Linked DNA regions of Macaca fascicularis: region 1 is linked to region 2. Evidence: chromatin contacts called from public Hi-C data. All regions are on one chromosome and are shown on one strand. The core of a region is the stretch at or near the end of the contact, and the rest is flanking DNA. Distances in the headings are between cores, read along the strand shown.

Region 1 (5,243 bases), core at 2,685-5,184, 98 kb before region 2:
ATGTGTGACACGTTTACCAGTCCATATCACTTTCATATTTTAGGCATGTCACGCCTTTGCAAGCCAAAGCACATCTTTAAAAATAGTCTGTTTTGTGTGACAACATTGTCTTTCCCTAATGATGCAGAAATGTCAGCTATTTTAAGAACAAAGAACTGATGAGGTCAAACGGCTGCCACAACTGATTTTTTAATCTATTATATAAAATCTCATATTACTAAATGTATGGGGGTCCTCTAAATACCTTTTCAAAATGTTTAGGTTTGGTTGTAGTTTGTTTTCTGAATTCTGATGTATTTCCTATTCTTTTAATCATGCAGTTTTTTGAATTTGTAAATGTATTATAAAATAGATTTTTAAAGTAAAGTTTTTTTTTGTCAGCACTGACAGTGGCTTCATATAGAGCTCTTCTTCAGCATATTCAAGACTTAATCTTATCAATCTTATTATGAACAGTTCATTACACTAATATGTATCAAATGTCTTATTAATTACGTTGAATACTACTTAAGAGTTAAGAAATGTAAGGCATGTGTCTTATCTTCAAGGAGCTCAAAATACAGTTGGGGAGGCAACTATAAAGAAATGAGATGATTGGTTCAACTTATGAAATGAGTCATAGTTTTCATTCCAGAAGTATGACTCTAAACTTAAAACAATGTGTGACAATAATGAAAAATAATTTGTAGGATGGTACATAATAATTAAATGTTGTGAGTTCAGAAAAGATGTTTCTGAGTAGTTAAGTGATTGGGGAGGAGGAAGACCTTGAAAAACCCAGTGTGGGATCATTTAGAAGCTACAAGGCATAGTTAGAATTAAGAATTTGGGTGTTAGTCTCAATTCTAACAAATTAAGGTAGTTAATTCTACCAAAAACTGATAGTGTAATGTTGAGCAAGTTACTACCTAGGCCTTTAATTTTTCGAGGAGGCTGGATTCTTATCTCTGAGTTATTTTCCACCAGAAACCTTTCAGCGATAGGGAGTTCAGTCACTGTTCCAAAATACAGAAACTGTGGGGTTTTTTTCCTACCAAACTAAAAGTGTGGGGGGAATAAACAATGGTGGAGGGAGTCAAATCAGGAACAGTGCTATGATCTCAAGGAGCAGATCATTTCTGATATTGTCAGGGTCCTCTTTGCTATTATTCTAGTTTGCTGTTTGTTTTACTTTCCCGCAAACAATGGAGACTATCACTCTTCATGTAATAAGCCTTCAACAAATGCACAACTCTCATCTAAGTTTAGAAAACTAGGGTATACTCCTTAATCTAAAAAAGTTGAAATTGCTTTTTGCAAAAAGCAAGCTAGGGTAAAATAAATTGAAAAGATTTCATGTCAGTGTAGTTATTTAGGATGCAAAGATCGCCAGGTAAGGACCCAAGGTTTCCAAGTTACGAAAGCTCTTCAATCATAAAGTCGAGTCTTTATTTATTTATATTTGTTTATTTATTTATTTTTGAGATGGAGTCTCGCTCTGTCGCCCAGGCTGGAGTGCAATGGCACATCTCAACCTCTACCTCCAGGGTTCAAGCAATTCTCTGCCTCAGCCTCCGGAGTAGCTGGGATTACAGATGCCCCCCACCACGCCTGGCTAATTTTTGTATTTTTGTTAGAGACGGGGTTTCACCCACCTTGGCCAGGCTGGTCTTGAACTCCTGACCTCGTGATCCACCCGCCTCAGTCACCCAAAGTGCTGGGATTTCAGGCGTGAGCCACCGCACCCGGCCTGGATCTTTATTTTTGAAGGATTAAATGAAAGATCTTTGGTGTGAAGGAGTATATGTTGTATGAAACTGTAAAGCAAGGAGAGTTAAGAACATGCTTCTACAAAATATAAGAGGATTTCAGAAGCATGAGAAAGTGAATGAAGGGCAGTCAGGAGACTGAGTTTACAGATTAATCTAAAGGAACATAACCTTTTTTTAAGTCAGGGGAGGTGAACGCTGGTGGCAATGAATCTGTTTTTTATTTTGTGTTTTAACTCAGAATCATTATGGGCTATAACGAGATACACAACACAATTAAAGAAAATGTTAGACTAGATTAATAGGTGGCAGAAATAGAACAGATTCTCAAAGTGGCTTTCCCCACACACCAAAGGACACGAGAAGATTTTTCAGATCTCTAGAAACTATATTCACTTATAAAATGGGATTAATCCATACCAATATATACATTAGAGTGCTCTGGTTAGAACCCTAGAGTCCAGCATTTACAAACTGGCAATAAATGTAAAATAACCTAGAAACTTTTTCTACAAAACGAACACTCAGATTGATAATATTCTGAGAAATATCAGATATTCTTCAAGAAAAAACTACCATCTTACAAAACACTGCGTAGTGTGATAGCACCTATCATTTGGTCGGCTTTTTAAACCCTGAACAAATACACCACCTCATTTAATCAATGCACTTAAAAAAAAAAGTGTAATTTATTTTCTGGTGCTAACCGCAATTTTTAAAAAGTGTATTTTCAAGTTAGTGCTTCAGTTCCAAGTAAACCAAGTTTTCATTTCTTATGCAAACTTCCGGTTGAAGGTAGGATTCGTTCTCTAGGACTGCCACACCCAAAAGTTCTCACCACTGGACAGAAAATTGGCTGTTAGGGCTGACTTGCCAGTAAAGCCTCGCTTTTGAAAATAAAGTGCTTTTCTGATGACCGTTTATCAGAGCCCTTCCAGAACATAAAACAAATACCAATAATTTTAAGAAATATTCGCTTTATTCGCCTTTAGATATAAAACTTTTTGCACTTAAGTTAAAATCTCTGCTAAATCCATAGGTCTCTCAAGAAATTGATAGATACATTCATATACCTACTAAACTACTTTAAAAGAAAACACTTCCATGGAGAATTGAATTAGCCCAAACTTTCCCCCCACATGGGACAAGGCATTATATTTTGGAGTTTTTCCTGGAGCCACAAACTAAACTCCAGATCTCTTTGACCAAAATTTCATCGCTTAAAGAAAAAAAGTTCTAATTACAGAAACGGGTACTGAGTTGAAGAACTTCCCAATTTGAGTTGGTTATTCCTACTAAATGTAGCCACACAGCTGCAACAGCTGCAGCGGGGGGACAATGGGCTACGTTTTTTGCGCAAACCCTCTCGAATCGGGCAAGTTGACGTTAGAAACAAAAATAGTCCCGGGATCAGCTCTGCAGGGGTCGGGTTTCGCGGGCCCGGCAGTCGTCCAAGATCAAGTCGCCAGTGAGCGAAGCCGCATTTCCCGGGCTCCAAGTTTGGGCACCGGAGCGAAGTTCGGTCTGGGCCACTCCCAGCCATGGCCTCGGATCCCACAACCGGGGACCTGGGTGGCACACCTGCCCAGGTGCGCTCCCGGCGCCAGGAGCCCCGCCGCCCTCCAGCTGCCCCGCGGAGACGGGTCCCCGGGATGGGTGTCCCGCGCCCGAACGCGAGTGCCACTCACCCGGCACAGCTACGAGAATCCGAGTACCTCTGCGAGCCCCTCGCTGCCGCTACTACACCACCCTACTACCCAGAGAGCCGCTAAAAACCACCGCTTCCGGCCTCCGCTTAGCAAGCCGGAAGGAAGCCCGGTCACCTTTCTTGGCCCGCAGAGTGGGCCAGACTTCTCGGAGGGGCGACATGGAGGGAAGTCGCCAGTGTGGTCAGCGAGCGCGGTATTGACCAAGTGCACGAGAAGGAAGCCTAAAGTGGGCGACCTAGAGTATAAAGCAATATATCATGGTTCGCTGGGTCCTGTTCACTGAGTTTCCGTCTTTTTTGTACCTCTTGTTGCAGTGTTAAGTCTTCCTCCCCCCTATCTTTTCCGCAGATGGTTGCGTCCGTGCTGTGGCTTTGCTTGGTCGCACATTCCAGGGCACGGCGAAGGGCGGGGCCCGTCGGCCCAAGTCCTTGTAGGGAAATCGAGGAGACGGCAGCGGACACACGTGACTGGCCCTCGCTCCGCCCCGAGGCCGGGCTCCAGCCTCCGCGGTAGTGTGCCTGCACTTGACGCCCCTCGCGGGGTCTGGGTCTCCGCCTGAGGGCCTCGGAGCTGTGTGTGTAGCCCGGGAGTGGACCTTGATGCTAGCTCTGTGTGCAGTGTAATTTTATGAAGAGTCCCGCCTCCTCCTTACAGGAGGAAACCTGTGTCCCTGGGGCCCTCAGCCAAGCGTCCACTATCTTTTTGGCCCAGACGGATTTCATAAGGTCACATGTGGCTGGAGACTTCCTCCCTCTTGAAAAACATTTGCCGTCGTTTTTCCCTGGCAGAGCCCCTTTGACCCTGGCTAACAAAGACAGCCTGACTTGGGTCCCACTAGGCGGGAAGGAAGGCGACTCCCCTGCACCTCTTGCTACGATTAGGACTCGCGGCTTGGTGAAAACAGAAATCAAAACTTGGGCCTATTTCTCCTGAGTTCTCCTTGCCTAGAACAATTCGCAACAATGACTCTTATTAAACTCCGGGAGGACTTTCTCTTTTTCCGCCCGGAATCCGATAAGGAAGACTTGTTCTGGTCCCCTCAGCTCTCTGACCTCATCTACCAGAGGAGTGAGTGGCATCCTCTAACACTCGAGCCGTCATCCCAGCACTAGGGGACAGTGACCAGTGTGGCTCCCGTGGCCAGAACCCTTCTGAAGCTTGGATTGCCCTGTGGTCTTCGCCTTCAAAGCAGGCCGTCACTCGAATCCTTCTGGAACGGACAGTGTTAACTGTAAACGCTGCGGAATAGTGTCTTCTAAGTATTCGTAGCTTCTTTCTTGAGGGATCTCGGGAACATTCCGTGTATTAACCACTAGCATATTCCAAAGTTAACTTCGTGATAAAGTCACCGGGGAAAAAAAAAATCGCTCCAGTTCCACAGGTGATTGAAACAAACGTGATCTGTTTCCCAGACTTCCTTGATGGTAAGAATTACTTGGGGTACCAATTAAAAATAAAAATAATTGCGTCATTTCCAACGCACTAAATCAGAGTCTTTAAGGGCAGGTCCTGGGAAGCCATCCACGTAACGGGGGTCCCAAGCGGGCTTTTATCAGCGAGGGCGGGGACTCAGCGAGAGGGCTGGCAGCGACGGGGCAAACCCCAGACAACTGCGCGGCTGCGTTTGTTCCTGGAGCTTGCGAGCACTTGCAGTGCATGACACCTCCACAGGGTGGTGGCCTGCCACCGCGAGAGCACCAGCTCCGCCAACGTCCTCTCCTGAGGACACTAGAGCGGAAGGAAACGGACAATTCAGTCTTCCCCTCAGCTTGAAGGCAGCATTCTT
Region 2 (4,930 bases), core at 1,617-4,116:
ATTAAATGCAGTAGACAAATATTTCTGCTGTTATCAAATGTCCTTGTAACTCATAAGAGTTACAGAATGTAGATCATAGGAAAAGAAAGTGTTTGTTTGGTTGACATGGGTGCTTTCCCTTGAGTGAGTGGCTCCCGCATGTCTCGCCCTCTTCTACTAACTCCGTTTATGAAAGCGTTGGTCAAATGCCAGGAGGAATTGGCAAATGTGGGCCTCCGCCCCCAGGGACCCTGCCTCTTGTCTTAATTATTCTCACTTAAAAGGTTGCTAACTGAATATTTTCGTTCCCCCTTTTCTCCCTCCTATAAACAGCCCTGATTCACTAATTTAGCTGTGAGGGGCTGCGTGGTCAGGGGATCCCATTTCATAAAAAAGGATTGTACTGTTTCTTGTATTATCCTGGACTTTTACTAAACTCAGATAAACTAAGCTCAGATGTGAGTATTGCATTGGAGTTCTTTCCCTAAGTGTCTTCAGTTTGGTGACAATCATTTGATTAAAACAAATGTTTTCTCTTTCAAAATGGTAGTGTCTTGCCTATGACTGGCGAAGCTCTATGACTCGTATTTTCTTGCGGATGCCTCCAGAAGGGGCATTTGTCCCTCTTGGGGGCCTTTCTTAGTTTTTTCTTAGCAACATTGCACAATCAATGTCATGAGAACTGACTTTCTGGCACAACTGACTTGTCTGAATGCAATCTTCAGCATCTCTATATTAATTTTCTTTTGGAACATTTTGGGCTGGAAGGACCATGAGACAAAGGTCATGGGTTCTTTTCAGAGCACTTTCTATTTTCTGACCCAATGTTCTTCCTGCCGAAGGTGAAAAACACACATGTTGGTCAACAAATAGCAAGATTTGATGCTTGCTGTGTTGGGGCCAAAGATGGAGCCACTGTGATGATGTGGTAAGAAGCGTGTGCACTGAGACCTCCGCCTGCCGAGCTGACAGCATGTCTGAGAGGGTTAATGGGATCCTTCTCTCTCCACAGATGCTGATGCAGAGATTGAAGGAGCCCCAGCTGCTCCCTTGGATGTGAAGTGCTTGGAGGCCAACAAAGATTATATCATCATCTCTTGGAAACAGCCAGCTGTCGATGGAGGGAGTCCTATTCTCGGATATTTTATTGACAAGTTAGTGCTTAGGCTAATATCAGTTACAGTTATTTGGTCATAGAGATGCAGTCTTGATTTCTCCCATCATTTCTAGGGGAAATATTTTCTTTTCTGGCCTTCCTCTCTGTTTCTATTTCTGTATCTCTCTTCATCTTTCTTTTTCTCTATTTGTCTCTGTCTCAGTCTCTCGCTCTCTCTTTCTCTGTGTGTGTATAGATGTACACATACGTACACATACATAGACACACATACATATAATGGTCCTACATATATGTATATATATATAAAATGGGTATATATACCCATTATAAGTACCTCTGTGTGTGTGTGTGTGTGTGTGTGTATGTTGAGTAGGTACTTGGAAACACCGATTTCTAATTGAGTACTTTTACAGCAGTTAGTACCTGCAGATGGAGTGGGTCATTCCCAGCAGACAAATGTGACAGCTCATATCATAGTGTCACAAAATTCATCTTTGGAACTTAGGTAAATAGGGGTGTGTGTGTGTATATATATATATATTTCATTTATAAGATGGCCTCTGTTAGGTCTCTATTAGGTCTACAAATTCATAGCATTCTTGCCAAATTAGTGACATGAGCTGGTAGTCAAATTCAAAAAATCCTTCTTTGGAATTTAGGTAAAAGTTCCAAAAATGAATTAATTATTTACCTAAATTCCAAAGATGAATTTTTTTGAATTTGGCTACCAGCTTATGTCACTAATTTGGCAAGAATGTTATGAATTTGTAGACCTCATAGAGGCCACCTTGGAAATGAAATAATTGGAATTCAGCATAGTTAATGTCTATATTCCTAATATGTCAATAATTTAAGAATATTTACTTTGGTAATACTACCAAAGTCTTATTTCTACCTCAGGATGTGTTTCCAAGTTATACAAAGAAGTAACAACAAAAAATCAATAGTAGCAAATTATGCACTATCTACAAGTGGTGTCTACATTCTCCAAAACTTTAGAGGCTCTGATATTTATAGTAATTGGGCTTTACACATTAATTATGACATGAGTTTGGACAATACAGACAGCAAGTTTAGATTATTGGCCTAAATAACATTGTTCTCTGACTTGGTTTCTATTCAGATCATTGCTCCAATTCTCTTTTCATTTTTGAGTAATGAAACCTCATTGTAGAAATCACTAGAGACGGACAATGTGTGTCGTATTAGCACAATGAGTTTGCACCAAGGGTGCGTTGAACCTCGCAGTACATAAATACAGGCGATTGTGCTCAGAACTATTTGTAAGAAATATTTCTAATAAATTATATACTATTTAACCATCCATGTGAAAAAATGCTTCCACAACATTTCATCATTTAGTAGTGATGAATTGTGAAGGTTTAGATATATTCTTTTTTGTGCTTTATTGTCTTTGGCACATTTCCAAGGGATTTTTACACTTTGACCAGTGAAAGGCCAGGGACAATCAGTACATTTTGTTCTCCTCTGGCCTTAGTCGTAATGAAAATACCCACCTTGTGGCTATGATTTATTAGGCATTTACTGTGTGCATGGCATTGTTCTAAACACTTCGCATATATTAACCACTAACCCATAACCACCCTGTGAGGTCGTTGCTTTTATTTCAAGTAGGAAATGAGGCCCAAGACCACATATCAGTGAGGAAGCACTAACTCGCCCAAGATCACGCGGGTAAGAAGTAGCAGAACTAGAATTCAGCTGGGAGCCTGGCTGTAGGTTTGTGTTCTTTCTGCTCCAACGTGCTGCGGACAGTGTCAGGAGCCGTGAGTCCCGCCTTTCTTTCTGCCCACATGAGGTTAGGAAGGATCCTCTAGTGTCACTGGGTCACCACAGTATCGCACAGAGAAGAGGCTGAGTCCTGGCAGAATCTCTGGAGACAGGTGTAGTTTGAAGAATTGTCCTGGCCCTATCGGCTTCTGCCACCGCCCCACCTCCCCAAAATCCTAGCAGCTCCAGAATTTCTACCAAGGAGGATTAGGGGAAGTGGATGGAAGGCAGGGATCGAAGCCACGTTTGACAGACAACACTTTACATAAGGAAAGGGAGGAAGTTGTCTATTCCACTTTACGCAAGGAAATTGTCTATTGTCTATATCAAAGAGAGGAAGGTGATTGTGAGGAGGGGAGATAAACTTCCCACACCAGCCGCCTCTGTCCTGCCACTGGCAGCCCCCAGGCCCCTGAGAATCATTTGGGAATTATACATTTTGGACATAGAGCCCATGTTGGGGAAATGATATGAACTAAAAGTGCAGCACTCTGCTCATAAAAAAGGTAAGAGTTGCTTAATCCTAATGCTGTAAAATTTAGTCACATGTTGAGCCCCTAAAGCTTCGTTGATCAGGCCAACAGCATGATAAGAGTTGTCACATTTGTCTGCTGGGAGTGACCCACTCCATCCCCAGGTACCAACTGCTGTAAAAGCACTCAATTAGAAATCAGTGTTTCCAAGTACCTACTCAATCTGCCCCTGCCAGGCCTGGGCATCTCCCCACCTCTCATCAGTCTCTTCAGTTAAAGAAACAAACATCTCCACAATAACCTCCTTACCCTCTATACAGGATGTAATGACCATCAAGTGAGAAAATATGGTGAACTAGTCTCCAAACTACAGTGCAAATAGCTATCTTTTACGACGCCAGTTTTCTCAATAATATCTCTGTTTTTCAAAGGAAATACCTAAGGAAGACAGAGAAGTCACTAATGGTAGAATTGAAGGCATCCGCCGGGGGGATGTTTGGGGGTCCTCTCCAGTGCTAAGATTGGGTATATTTATCTGCTTAGCCCAGCAGCCCCCAAACCCCTCTGCTTTGTACACAAGACCCCTCAGATGCCTGCCTTTTATGCGTTCAGGAAGGATCTGAGGCTTCTTTCCTCTTGGTAAAGAAGACACAGTGCATTTGAGTGAAACTGGGTGCCTGCAGTTCAGCAGCTAGCGAGCCACGCCTGACTTGGATGTTTTACTGGGAGATCTGAAACAACTGGGTGATTTTGCAGCTCTGGAGATATTCATTAAGCCATACTTCTTTTACTAGTTTTGTCAATCATGCTCATTCCTTTAGGTGTGAGGTGGGCACAGATAACTGGTCGCAGTGCAATGACACACCTGTGAAGTTTGCTCGTTTTCCTGTCACTGGATTGATCGAAGGTCGTTCCTATATCTTCCGAGTTCGAGCTGTGAATAAAACGGGAATAGGTTTCCCATCTCGAGTTTCCGAGCCCGTGGCTGCTCTGGATCCAGCTGAGAAAGCTAGACTTAAAAGTAAGCACTTTTCATTTTTCAGGACCTTCCCTAAACCTTTTTAAAATGACTGCAAGAATCAGCTTCATTGCAAGGTTGTTCCTCTCCCTTCCACTAGAGGGAGACAAGAACAAGAAATCCTTTTTTCATCAGAAAATCCGAGGGGGAAAAATCCCCCAAAAACTTTGCCTTAGTCATTCTCTTAAGGGTTTTATTTTATTTTATTTTATTTTATTTTATTTTATTTTATTTTATTTTATCTTATTCAGAAACATTTATATTGTTAAACTGAGTTCCAGGCATTGTGTGTGGAATGAAGTATGAAAGCAAAGAGCCTGGAGAACATTCTTATTCCCATTATTATACATTCCAAAAATAATTTTTTTTTCTGCCTCTAGGTCTATTTCTTTACCTTGGAGTCCTCCCTTAGAGCACTAATATCTCAGCACAGTACGTCTCTCTATATCAAAGGAAAAACAGATAGACAACATTATGTCTAATCTAGGTTTGAGTTCTCATATTAGACTGTCAAAAATCATCTTTTCAGGCCAGGCGTGGTGGCTCACACCT

Evidence for each region. A called contact is a pair of places that touch in the nucleus more often than the background predicts.
Region 1: a contact with region 2 is called in a Hi-C map of liver, with 2.8 times the contacts expected there. The contact joins the promoter of MYOM1 here to the enhancer-like site in region 2. A contact is called at or near these places in 2 of 2 Hi-C or Micro-C datasets (liver and skeletal muscle).

Annotation. Positions count from the first base shown.
Region 1 is chr18:71,846,371-71,851,613 of T2T-MFA8v1.1, reverse strand. It overlaps MYOM1 (myomesin 1), which reads left to right and starts at 3,934. Exons shown (of 40, transcript XM_074022762.1): 1 at 3,934-4,881. It overlaps MYL12A (myosin light chain 12A), which reads right to left and starts at 3,545. Exons shown (of 5, transcript XM_065534076.1): 1 at 3,437-3,545; 2 at 1,635-1,735.
Region 2 is chr18:71,747,232-71,752,161 of T2T-MFA8v1.1, reverse strand. MYOM1 (myomesin 1) reads left to right here. Exons shown (of 40, transcript XM_074022762.1): 13 at 992-1,133; 14 at 4,182-4,381. Among named protein-coding and RNA genes, the nearest start is that of MYOM1, 98 kb to the left of the region's middle. Within about 2 kb of position 2,866, at least 1 of the 6 cell types and tissues checked has an H3K27ac peak or open chromatin away from gene starts, as enhancers often do. A contact at or near this core is called in liver, where this site is marked.